3 separate regions of the Muntiacus reevesi genome follow, and regions 1 and 2 are each linked to region 3. A link is a contact called in public Hi-C data. All regions are on one chromosome and are shown on one strand. Each heading gives the region's core, a stretch centred on a gene start, on an enhancer-like site or on the middle of the called end of the contact. The rest is flanking DNA. Distances are from core to core; before and after follow the strand shown.

Region 1 (4,291 bases), core at 709-3,208, 240 kb after region 3:
CCTCCTCTCTCACTCTGGAATGCTTATGTTTGAGATGTTCCAAGAGCAAGCAAAGCACCTGTTGAGGACCTACTTCCTTCATGAGCTTGAGGAAGATTTTCATGTACTCTTGTTTGATCACCAACTTGTTGTCTGCCAGCACTTTGACAGAAGCTGCTATAACAGGTCCCAAGAACTGTTGTACCTGCTCTCCAAGGCGAATAACCAGTAAATGCAAGACTTGAAGTGTGCCGTGGACCACTTTGAAGTTAGAATCGTCTAACAAATTATACAGCAAACTAATGAAACTCACAAAGCTAGGATGAGAGGTGGAACTTGGGTTAAAGCGTCCCATCACCTGTTTTAGTTCCTCAACAGCCTGAGTCCGGTTCTTATAGTCTTCCTGATCTAACAACCTTGAATGCAGCTCCTGAGGAATAATCCCAAATTTAAGATTGCTGTTGGAAAGACTCACTGCACAGGGAAGGGGATCTTCAGGAAATCCAGATGCTTCAAGTTCCAAATAATAAGGAACCTGACTTCCAAACTGGGACTCCAGGCGGCGATTGTAGTGTCTCCTCAGGGCAGAAGGCAGGCGAGAGATATAGGACTGAAATCTCTCTTGGCCAAGACGCTCCCCTATTTGTTGAAGTGCAGAGAAAGCTGTCTCAGATTCTTCTTCTATCTCCTGACCGCCAAGTTTTCGGGCTAAGGATATTATCACTTCGGTAAGATCTAGGTCGAGCAACAAATCCTCAGGGGTAAGCAATATAGGGAACAGTAGTGCTGTGGAGGCTCTAAGCCGGGCGTCGGTACTTTCCAGTCCTTGTTGTATAAGCGTCCTCAGCACCTGTCCAGAACTACGCTTCAAACAGATGTGTAGGATCTGCAGCGCATCCTTTCGCAGGGCTGGATTCTCTTCTCGTAGCGAGACGACAAGCTGAGGCAGAAGAGCTAAGCTAAAGGCCTCTTCCAGCTGGCCTAACTCCCCCTGACCCCGGAGAACGTCCGAGAGGAACTGCAAGCAGAGTCGTTTCTCATCACTACCTCCTTCCACAAGCACTCGGCCCAGGGCCCGATACAGCGCTTCCTTTCGTCGGGGCAAGCCAAGTCGACCGCCCCGCCGCGGCAAAGCAGCCTGTAAAGCCTGGAAGGCCTCGGAAGGATCGGGCGCGGTCCGCAGTTGTTGAAGGAGCCGAGTCTCCTCTTCATCTCCCCCCGACAAACCACCTCCAGGCCCAGACCAACTACTTGAGATTGCCTCCGCGGGCATCAAGAGGGTCGAGGCCAGAGGCGAGGGTGTCGGGGGGCAGGAACCGTGGTCTCCGGCAGCTCCACGGCAGCAATAGTTTTTCTCGCCTCTCATGGCGCCCCCACCTCGACTATCATCAGTCTCTGGGGCGGAAGGACGACTGCGGCTCTGGAGGCGATAGGCACAGAAGGATGGAAGGGGCGGCAGCGGGAGCAGGGCTGAGGGCGCAGCCGCCATGGAGGGTCGTCAAGTGGCGGAGACTAGAGCAAACCATCGTCTCCGAAGGGCTCGATGGAGCCCAGCCTTCCTGTTCCTCTCCAAGCCTCAACCTGCAGAGGAGGAAAAGCGAACAACTTGAGCCCCTGACTCCCGGAGGCTGCCTTCGGCAAAATGGCCCCCGCCTGAGCCCCAGACCCCACAGCTACCACCGGGCGTAACCAGGGGCACCACGTGACCAAACCGAGCGCTTCCAAGGTGATGTACCCAGCGCGGACCTCTTGACCCGGAAATCAACCTGCCGTGATGCATGCAGGGTCATGTAGTCCACGTCAGAAATTCGGGCTAGGCGGAAGGGCTCTGGAAAAGGAAGTGAGAACATTGCGAACGTAAGGAACGTCTCTGGAATGGAGAAGGCGAGGAACAGATAAAGCATTAAGCGGAAGTGACGCTCTCCTCGCTCAGGGCGGAAGTTCCCCGCCCCACCCGTAAGAATTAGTGTTCGACTAGAGACAAGTAAGGATCTTGCCCGGTCTCGAGTTGTCCGCCGCTCCTCCTCCTCCTGTCGCTGCGGGCGTGATTCCTGGGACTCAGGTATTTTCCTTTGCTGTCCTGGAGCGCAGGCTTTGACAGAGTTCTGCTGGAGTGCAGTTGGTGTCAGAGTAAGAGATAAAGAAATGAACGGGAGCAAGCAGGGACAGAGGCGACATCTTCTTGTGCAGGGCTCGTTATCGCAGTAAACGCGTTGTGGTCTACAGCCCTGGGTAAGGGCGATCCTTTCTTCCTGCCGTCCGCATACCGGTACGAGAGATGCGGACTAAGGCCAAGCTCAGAGCTCGGGTACTTTTTTTCAAATCCCGGTGTTTTGGGACCTTACTCTCCCCGTCCTTTCCTACCTCCCCCCTCCCCCGCCCCGGTCCCCTTTTCCTACTTCTCTTACCCTCGGGTTGTGAAGGGTTAATGGTTTTCTGTCGTTTTCGCTTATCCTCATCACTTTAAGTTCTCTTTGAAAACGTACTTGATCTGCAGATAAGTCTATTTTTCCTTGTAGCTAAACTTCTGTCCCTTTTAGGTTCTCAAAGTCTAATGCAGCTCCTCTGTGGGACTCACCCCTTTCCCCCGCTAGCTCCCTCTGCCACCCCAACCTCCCTGCAGGATCTTCTCGCAGCTCTGCAGCCTTTCAGTCTCCTGGAAACCGAGATTGCAAAGACAATTTCAGTTGCGGTTGAAGTTCTTTGCCTCACTGTCCTAAGAGAATTCCGCCCTATAGATTTAGAGCCGATGATAGACGTTTCTTTGTTTTAGGCGAACTGTGAATTTGATAAGCAGTCTTTCTTCTTTGTAGTTAAATGTAGGCGGAAACAATTGAAAAGCTGGAGTGCCTAGTGTGAGGCAGAGTTCTTTCAAGTGTGGAAGAGAATATTTTGGGGAAGGAATAATACACTTGTTTTTGAATGACCCAGTGAGAAAATTCTGTTATCATTTGAAGTCTCCAGTTTATGCACTTAAAATGCAAGTGTTCCTACCCAGTTCTGTAAGTCTTAGTATGCCAAACCAATTTTATAAAAAAATTTGCTGGATAAGTAAGGCAAGTTCGAAAATCATTTCTGGATGGTGTCTTAAAGCACAATTTTATTTATTTATTTATTTATTTTTTTAATTTGTGTCTGGCTCTTTCTGTAATCCCACGGACTGTAGGCCGCCAGGCTCCTCTGTCCATGTGATTTCCCAGGCAAGAATACTGGAGTGGGTTACCATTTCCTTCTCCAGGGATCTTCCTGACCCAGGGATTGAACCTGCATCTCTCTCATTGGCAGGCAGATTCCTTACCACTGAGCCACCTGGGAAGGCCCCACAATTTTATTATTATAGGTTTCTTTTTTCCTTTTCTTTTGGAAGTAGAATAAATGTAAACGAAGCCTGTGTAAACATGCATCCTTCTGCTTTGGTTTAAATTCTAGGATGTTACTTGATTTTAATTAATCATTTTAGTGTTTAATGAATCTCCCTTAATTTGGTTTGACTAGATTTCAGTAGACCAAAAGTTTTTTTTTTTTAATTTTGTGGGTAGGATAACGGCAGAAGAGTGAAAACCAAGACATGATTTTGACAGTTGTCAATGAGAAAGAATGTCAGTTTCTCATTTTCAGTGCAAGAAGTTCAAATTCATACTTTTACTCATATGTTAAGACGTCAGGAACTCAATTCAGACTAAAGTAAAAGAATGATATACACAACAGAATGTAACATTAGAATGCCAGTTTATGTTGGAATAGAAGATAACCCTTTCCAGTGATCAGAATTTTCAGGTTTAAAATCCAGTGCATTCTTTCCTGTATCCAAGAACTTGGGAAGTTGTGTGGTAATCATGGAACAAAAAATGAACTTGGAAAGTCCTGAATTATATTGCATCATTAAAATTATGGTAGAAGTTTAAGAATTACCTGTTCTCTCTATAAAGAATACTTTTCAAGGATTTGAATGCTTAAATCAACTACTTATATCCTTTTCCTTGAAACAAAACAAGATGAGTTTTCATTTTAGCCCCTTTTCTTAGGGCCCTGTAGATCACTATGTTATAGATTGCAATGTGTTTTATATCTATTACCTTTAACTTCCTTGATTAAGACTTGGAAGATGCATTATTCTCTATGATGGATTTTTAGGAAATGGGACCTTACCAGCATCCCATATCTTACTAATTATCTTTTAGGGTTGAAAGTGAAAGTCCCTGGGTCGAGTCAAGCTCTTTGAGACCCCATACACTGACTATACAGTCCATGGAATTCTCCAGGCCAGAATACTGGAGTGGGTAGACTTTGCTTTCTCCAGGGGATCTTGCCT
Region 2 (3,928 bases), core at 1,307-3,806, 130 kb before region 3:
AATTTCTCCTAGGGAACCAATATGCAAATACATTACTAGCTTCCACCTTAAAAACTTTCTGTTATCCCCCATTCTTCTTTACTGACCTGTCTATTCTTTCCCTCTGAGCTACATTCGTTGAGCTGCCTCCATTTACTTATCTCCCATTCACGGAAACATGGATTCTGCCCTTACTGTTTCACAGAAGTTGCTCTCCCTAAAGTCACTAAGTCTCGCATGCTAGTAAAGCAATGCTCAAAATTCTCCAAACCAGGCTTCAACAATACATGAACCTAGAACTTCCAGATGTTCAAGCTGGATTTAGAAAAGGCAGAGGAACCAGAGACCAAATCGCCAACATCCACTGGATCATTGAAAAAGCAAGAGAGTTCCAGAAAAACAACTATTTCTGCTTTATTGACTATGCCAAAGCCTTTGACTGTGTGGATCACAATAAACTGTGAAAAATTCTGAAAGAGATGGGAATATCAGACCACCCGACCTGCCTCCTGAGAAATATGTATGCAGGTCAGGAAGCAACAGTTAGAACTGGACGTGGAACAACAGACTAGTTCCATATAGGAAAAGGAGTATGTCAAGACTGTATATTGTCACCCTGCTTATTTAACTTATATGCAAAGTACATCATGAAAAACGCTGGGCTGGATGAAGCACAAGCTGGAATCAAGATTGCTGGGAGAAATATCAATAACCTCAGATATGCAGATGACACCACCCTGAAGGCAGAAAGTGAAGAACTAAAGAGCCGCTTGATGGAAGTGAAAGAGGAGAGTGAAAAAGTTGGCTTAAAGCTCAACATTCAGAAAACAAAGATCACGGCCTCTGGTCCCATCACTTCATGGCAAATAGATGGAGAAACAGTGGAAACAGTGGCAGACTATTTTTTTGGGCTCCAAAATCACTGCAGATGGTGACTGCAGCCATGAAATTAAAAGACACTTACTCCTTGGGAGAAAAGTTATGACCAACCTAGACAGCATATTAAAAAGCAGAGATGTTACTTTGCCAACAAAGGTCCGTCTAGTCAAAGCTATGGTTTTTCCAGTAGTCATGTATGGATATGAAAGTTGGACTATAAAGAAAGCTGAGCGCCAAAGAATTGATGTTTTTGAACTGTGGTGTTGGAGAAGACTCTTGAGAGTCCCTTGGACTGCAAGGAGAGCCAACCAGTCCATCTTAAAAGAGATCAGTCCTGAATATTCATTGGAAGGACTGATGTTGAAGCTGAAACTCCAATACTTTGGCCACTTGATGCGAAGGGCTGACTCATTTGAAAAGATCCTGATGCTGGGAAAGATTGAAGGCAGGAGGAGGAGGGGACGACAGAAGATGAGATGGTTGGATGGCATCACTGACTCAATGGACATGAGTTTGAGTAAACTCCGGGAGTTGGTGATGGACAGGGAGGACTGGCATGCTGCAGTCCATGGGGTCGCAAAGAGTCAGACACGACTGAGCGACTGAACTAAACGGAAAGTCACTAAGAGCTCTTAAATACCAAATCTAAATGACACAGTTCCAGTATCCGAATCAGCTGGACTCCAAAACTCATGCCCTTCACTATTATGCTATACTGCTTCAAGGTAACCATACTTAAGAGACACCCTGATTTCCTTCTCCTTCTAGGCTCCCACAGTCACCAAATCCCAATTAACAAGTTACAAATCCCCCAAGTATCTTTGCAAGTGATTTCCTACTGGTGATGACTCCCAAACACTCAAACTTGAAACTTGATTATTTTAAACTGCTAAGACTCAGAAAGAATAATCACTTCTCTTCTGTGATTCCCTCTTCCACAGACATATTCAATTCTATCCAAGAAGACAGAACTTTGAACGCTGAGGGGAGTATCACTTTACAGCTGAGAAACAAAGGTTGAGTGGTGTATTTACTGTAAGCTTAGCACAGAGCCTGGGATACAAGGGAATCGACAGTATACATTTGTGGGGAAACACTGATTGGGTGAATCACAACTTCTGTAAAGGTTTCTTCATTTTGTACCTGGCCTCACTAACTTGTTTTCAGACGTAAATGGGATCTCTTCGTATTCGTAGTTAGCATCCAAGGAAAGATCGTTTCTTCTCCCTGCCCCCTAAAATTCGTGGTCCTAACCCTGTTTGTCGCTACCAGACACTCAATGCAGGCGCTGCAGTCCAACGAGTTCTGGGTTGTCAGTCCCCACAGGCTCACCTCTGAAAGCTTTTTGTCAACAGTTGAGTCAGCTTATGAAAACTTAAGAAATATTTTCGTTTCAGCCAGGAAGGCTTGTAGAAAAGTGACAATCCGCGCTTCCCCGACACAGTCAACGTGTCCACAAAAAGACGCAGCCGTCAGTCTTCCCGCGAAATCTTGGTCATAGAAAATCAAAGAAACGTCAATCACAGCCGACTGTCAGCGCCAGCTGCAGCCTACTCAATCCCGATTGGCGAGGCGCGCCCTTCCGGAAGTGACGCCCGCCTATCCGAGGAAGAGATGAAACTGGGCGTTGTTTCCCGCCCCCCCCCCCGCCCCGCCCAGTACCGAGTCCGCGAGCTGTACTCGCGGGTACAGGGTACTACCGGACCAAAGGGCAGCTCACCACCCCGACGGACCGCAGCTCCTGACTCCCCTGACCATGGGCTCGCGCAGCCGTGAACGTCGGGCTGAGGCAGTGCAGAGCACCAACGACAGCAGCGCGCTCAGCAAGAGCTCCCTGGCCGCGCGCGGGTACGTGCACGATGCCTTTGCTGCCTTGTTGGTTCCGGGGACGGCGCGCCGCGCGCCGCTCATCCACCGCGGTTACTACGTCCGCGCACGCGCCGTGCGGCACTGCGTGCGCGCCTTCGTAGAGCGGACGTGCGCGGCCCCCGGCAGCCCTCGCGCGCAGATTCTGTCGCTGGGCGCCGGCTCAGACTCACTGTATTTTCGCCTGAAAACTACCGGCCGCCTGGCAGAAGCTGCTGTCTGGGAGGTGGACTTTCCGGACGTGGCCGAGCGCAAAGCGCAGAGGATTCGAGATACGCCGGATCTGTGCGCGTTAACCGGGCCTTTCCAGCGCGGAGACCCCGGGTCCAATCTGTGCTTTGAGAGCTCAGACTACCGCATCCTGGGCCTGGACCTGCGGCAGCTGCAGCGGCTGGACCAGGCCCTTGCCGCCGCCGGTCTTGACGCGGCCGCCCCTACCCTGCTCCTGGCTGAGGCCGTGCTCACCTACCTCGAGCCGGATGATGCCGCGGCCCTCATCGCCTGGGCCGCCCAGCGGTTTTCTAATGCCATTTTCGTCGTCTATGAGCAGATGAGACCGCAGGACGCCTTTGGCGAGTTCATGCAGCAACATTTTCGGCACCTAAATTCTCCCCTTAATGGCCTTGACCGCTTTCCCGACGCGGAGGCCCAGCAGAAGCGTTTCCTTCAGGCCGGCTGGACTGCCTGTCGCGCCATGGACCTGAATGAATTCTATCGCTGCTTTCTCCCCGCAGAAGAACGCCGACGCGTGGAAAATCTTGAACCTTTTGACGAGTTTGAGGAGTGGCATCTGAAGTGTGCCCACTATTTCATTCTAGCCGCTTCTCGGGGAGACAGCCTCTCCCAGACTCTGGTGTTTCCACCTTCAGAGATGTTTCCTCGGATAGATCCGGCTTCCCCTTCAGGAGTCTTCCCTGCCAGTGTAGTCACTGGGGACACGCAGGGCCCGGGCCTTAGGAGATATGGCCACGCCTCTGTCCTTTTGAGCCCAGGCGTTATTCTCAGTGCAGGAGGATTTGGAGAGCAGGAGGGGCGACATTGCCGAGTGAGCAAGTTTCATATGCTCTTAAGATACAGTGACTTTGAATGGAAAGGCAACCAGATAGGCAGCTGGGGAACTGGAGCTCAGTGGGATGGACGCCTTTATCACACCATGACAAGACTTTCAGATACTCAGGTTCTGGTTCTAGGAGGGAGACTGTCC
Region 3 (3,935 bases), core at 759-3,258:
CATTTATATTTCCAGACTGAGCCAAATGTCCCCTGCAGTGCAAAATCATCCCTGGCCTTGATGAAAGAGCATCTTTTTTCTAATTCTTCTCAAAATACTATTTGGTCAATTAGTATACAACTGGAAAGTGAAGTCGCTCAGTTGTGTCCAACTCTTTGCGATCCCGTGGACTATAGACTATCAGGCTCCTCCGTCCATGGGATTCTCCAGGCAAGAATACTGGAGTGGGTTACCATTTCCTTCTCCAGGGGATCTTCCCAACCCAGGGATTGAACCCAGGTCTCCCACATTGGAGGCAGACACTTTAACCTCTGAGCCACCAGGGAAGCCCAGTATACAACTGGACCATAGTATATTACCATGGTTTCTGGGAATATTCTTCCAGGCTAAGCAGATACAGATCTCTTGACTGCAACTCCCACACAACATAAGAATTCCATCCCCTCTTACTTTGTATTTTAAACCCTAAGTAGGTCTCTATGTGTTCCCAGGTGTTACAGATTTAGGACAGATTATCCCAGGTGCCTGGCTCTGACCATAAAAAGCCCGTCTATCCTTGGAAACACAAACTTAAGAGGATCCATCCAAGGGAGCATGTTGATGCTCCATTGGACAGATGAAGGTTGTCCCTTGGCCTATATACCTTCTCACTGCACTTTTATCCACAAAGTGTTATTCAGACTTCCTTGGAAAATTATTAGTCACTCTTATGTAAATTCTTGTTGCTGTTCACCCTGGAGCATACTAGATCCTACTTACTTCTCAAACAGAAGTGGCTAATTTAAAAAATTAAAGTCTGTAATTCTGAGTGTCTGCCCTTAATATTTAAAAGTTCCTGTTTTAGATGAAAGTGTGAGCCATGGTTACCTTCATCATCAGAAACAGAAATCTTTCATGCCTCTATTTCAGATGCTTTTAAGTATGAATGCCCCTCTTTTCAAAGTCCCTCTATCCCACAAAGTGTATTTCATAGATTTCACTAAACATATATTTCAAGTTTGGTTTGCCTGCTAAGTCCCTTCAGTTGTGTCCAACTCTTTGAGACCTCATGGACTGTACCGCCAAGCGCCTCTGTCCATGTAATTTTCCAGCCAAGAATACTGGAATGGACTGCCAGGCCCTCCTCCAAGGCATCTTCCAAACCCAGAGATTGAACCCGCGTTTCTTACATCTCCTGAATTGGCAGGCGAGTTCTTTACCACTATGCCATCTGGTTTTTCCCATAATTTGGTGCAAATCCATGTCCAGCCATTTTCTCATTATGCTGCACAGTCAGAAATTTCTATGCAGACCTGATTCTCTCCTCCCACTACCAACTGGTTTCTTTTCCTTACTTGCATTCATTCGATGTTTTATTTATTTTCATTCGATGTTTTAAAAAGTGTGTTTTAAAAAAAAGTGTATTTTAGATTCTGAATATTCGATGAGCACAAGATTTATGGATACATGATTTAGAGGAGAGAATATCAAACGTCACTTTAAAGAGGCAAAAAATAAACTCTCCGGTCCTAAATGTTGACTTGGTGGGGGGTGGGGCGCAGTCCATGAAGAGAACACGCAGGACGGGAGCTGGAACAGATTTAAGGCTGGAAACTCTAGTTACTCCTCTGGCTCCTCCTCCTCCAAGACTGAAACAAGGCATTCTACAGTTTCCAGCCCGCAACGCGTCATGCCGGGGCGCTGAGCCGAAGGAAGCACAGTACACTGGGAGAAGTCTAAGACTGGGATAAGTCTGAACGCGACTGGAACAAACTGCATCGCAACCCAGTAGTCAAGATGAATTGCTTTTATGGTTCGAGATGATTAGGTTAAAAATTATAACTATTGCAAGTATAACTTTGCATTTAGTCCACTATCCCCTCAAGAACAAAACGTTCCTTCTCGGCCTCAAATATCTGACGGCCAGGGAAAACTTAAAAGCTCTCTTAAACATATTCAGCAAGCTAATTCCTCACACTTGGAAGCAACAAATAACCAAAAGCTATTACCGTTCTCACACAGAGAAAGAGGGTAGCCGAGAAGGACCAAACGTAAGAAGCGCAGTAGCGCGTCTGACGTCTGACGTAGCTTTCCTGCCGCAAAGCATTTCGGGAAGAGCCGCGAAACGCGAAGCTGGCGTTCTTCTGAAGAAGAAACAAAGTCCAAGGACGACTAGAGGTGCCTGCCTAGTACCTGTCGCAGCTTGGGGTTACCCAGTTTTTCTGGAAACAGCCATTGCCCACGCGGAGCGGGAAGCGCCCCCAGGCTTCCGGAGTCCCAGTGAGACGCACGGTGACGCAATTCCTGAGCGCGCCAATCCAGGGTTGGCCGGGAGCGCGGGCTCTTCAAATTTGAATTCCCTAATAGTTCGTGTTAGGGAACCTCACGGAGAAGGTGAGAATCACCTGGGGTTCGGCCGCTGAGGGGTGGGGCAGACTTGGGCCAGAGGCGCGATCTTAGGGCGCCCAGGTCCCCCGCTGCCCCGAAGCCGAGCCCAGACTGCTGCCGTCTCGCCCGGTCGGGCTCTTCATCCAAGGTACGGCCTCCCCGACCCTCTACCCTAGCTTCTGCCTCCGGTCCCTCTGGCGCAGCGAGTTCCAGCGCTTCAGTTTTCTGCGGTCTCGCGGACTTTTGTACGTTTCTGTCTTTGGCTGCGGTATCACGACCACTCATTCATTCGGTGTGTATTTGCTGCGTGTCTACTGTATTTATCAAGAGAGCAGACCTCTTTCCCTCTGATTTCGTTTCAGTGGTGAGCGTCCTAGGCTTTTGTTCTACAATCACTTCCAGAAAAAAAAAAAAAATAGATTTCCAAATAGGAATATTGTGTGCGTCACTGCCCGATTCTTCACCTTGGAACCCAGGATCCACAGAGCTAAAGAAACAATTTATCCATCTAGTGTGTGTTTTCTTCTGATTAAATTACATATTGCAAACATTTTCAGATGTAAATAGCCCTTCATCCCTCTCTACAAAGATAAGTGCTATTTACAATTACAGTTTTTACAATATCTTAATTCCAGATTTTTCCGTCTTTGCGTATACTGTTTTTTTTTTTTTAACAAATTCAATTGCACAACCTGTTCTGCTGCTTTTTAAACTTAGTATATTCCAGCTACTTTCTATGTCAGAGTGTGTGTGTGTCTGTATGTATATCTTTTTATTTATTTATTTTTTGTGTGTGTTTTATTTTATTTTATTTTTTTTTAATTTTTTTTTTATTTTTTATTTTTTTTTATTTTTTGTATATCTTTTTATTGAATACATAGAATTCAGTTATATGGATGACAAAAGCAGAATTTTGTCCCATATTGATAGACGTCTAGGTTGTTTCTAGTTAGCCCGGTGCTTTAGTGAACAGCGGAATTTTGGTAGCCATCTAGATTGTTTACAATCAGTTTAGTACTTCCGTGAACATCCTTGTATAGGGCCTGTTTAAGAACTTAGGCTTTGAAATCAGATAGACTGGAGTCCTGCTCTTAATTGCCAGTGGGACCTTGGACTGGTTATTTAACCACTTTATGCCTTAGTTTTCTCATCTTCAAAATGGGGATAATAACAATACTTTTATGAATTGCTGTAAGATTAAGTAGTGTCTGATATAGGTGCAGTAGATGTTGAATATTATTACCACATATGTATTTGCATTCTTTTGTAGATGTTTCCATAAGAAAAATTTTAAGTGGAATTTATTGATCAATGGCATGCACATCTATAGTTTGAAATTAACCTTTACCAAACTGATAAACATAAGAAGTCTCACTTTTAATTTGCATCTCTTCATTTATTAGTAAAATAGAGTGTCATTTTGACTCATTTATGGGCCATTTGTATTCTATTAAATGCCTTTCATGTCCTTTGGTCATTTTTTATGTTGATCATTTCTTTAAATTGATTCATTTGGTTTCTTTGAATGTTATCCATTGGGTTGGCCAAAAAGTTCCTTTGGTTTCTAA

What was found. A called contact is a pair of places that touch in the nucleus more often than the background predicts.
Region 1: a Hi-C map of blood shows a contact between it and region 3, with 2.9 times the contacts expected there. The contact joins the promoter of KLHL28 here to the promoter of MIS18BP1 in region 3. A contact is called at or near these places in 2 of 3 Hi-C or Micro-C datasets (blood and muscle).
Region 2: a contact with region 3 is called in a Hi-C map of blood, with 2.5 times the contacts expected there. The contact joins the promoter of LCMT2 here to the promoter of MIS18BP1 in region 3. A contact is called at or near these places in 2 of 3 Hi-C or Micro-C datasets (blood and muscle).

Annotation. Positions count from the first base shown.
Region 1 is chr15:51,451,373-51,455,663 of mMunRee1.1, reverse strand. KLHL28 (kelch like family member 28) reads left to right here and starts at 1,958. Exons shown (of 5, transcript XM_065906253.1): 1 at 1,958-2,041. TOGARAM1 (TOG array regulator of axonemal microtubules 1) reads right to left here and starts at 1,658. Exons shown (of 21, transcript XM_065906275.1): 1 at 1-1,658. The coding sequence starts at 1,468.
Region 2 is chr15:51,819,528-51,823,455 of mMunRee1.1, reverse strand. It overlaps LCMT2 (leucine carboxyl methyltransferase 2), which reads left to right and starts at 2,556. Exons shown (of 1, transcript XM_065905826.1): 1 at 2,556-3,928. The coding sequence starts at 2,615. ADAL (adenosine deaminase like) reads right to left here and starts at 2,738. Exons shown (of 13, transcript XM_065905832.1): 1 at 2,579-2,738; 2 at 2,191-2,348.
Region 3 is chr15:51,690,878-51,694,812 of mMunRee1.1, reverse strand. It overlaps MIS18BP1 (MIS18 binding protein 1), which reads left to right and starts at 2,008. Exons shown (of 14, transcript XM_065906280.1): 1 at 2,008-2,515.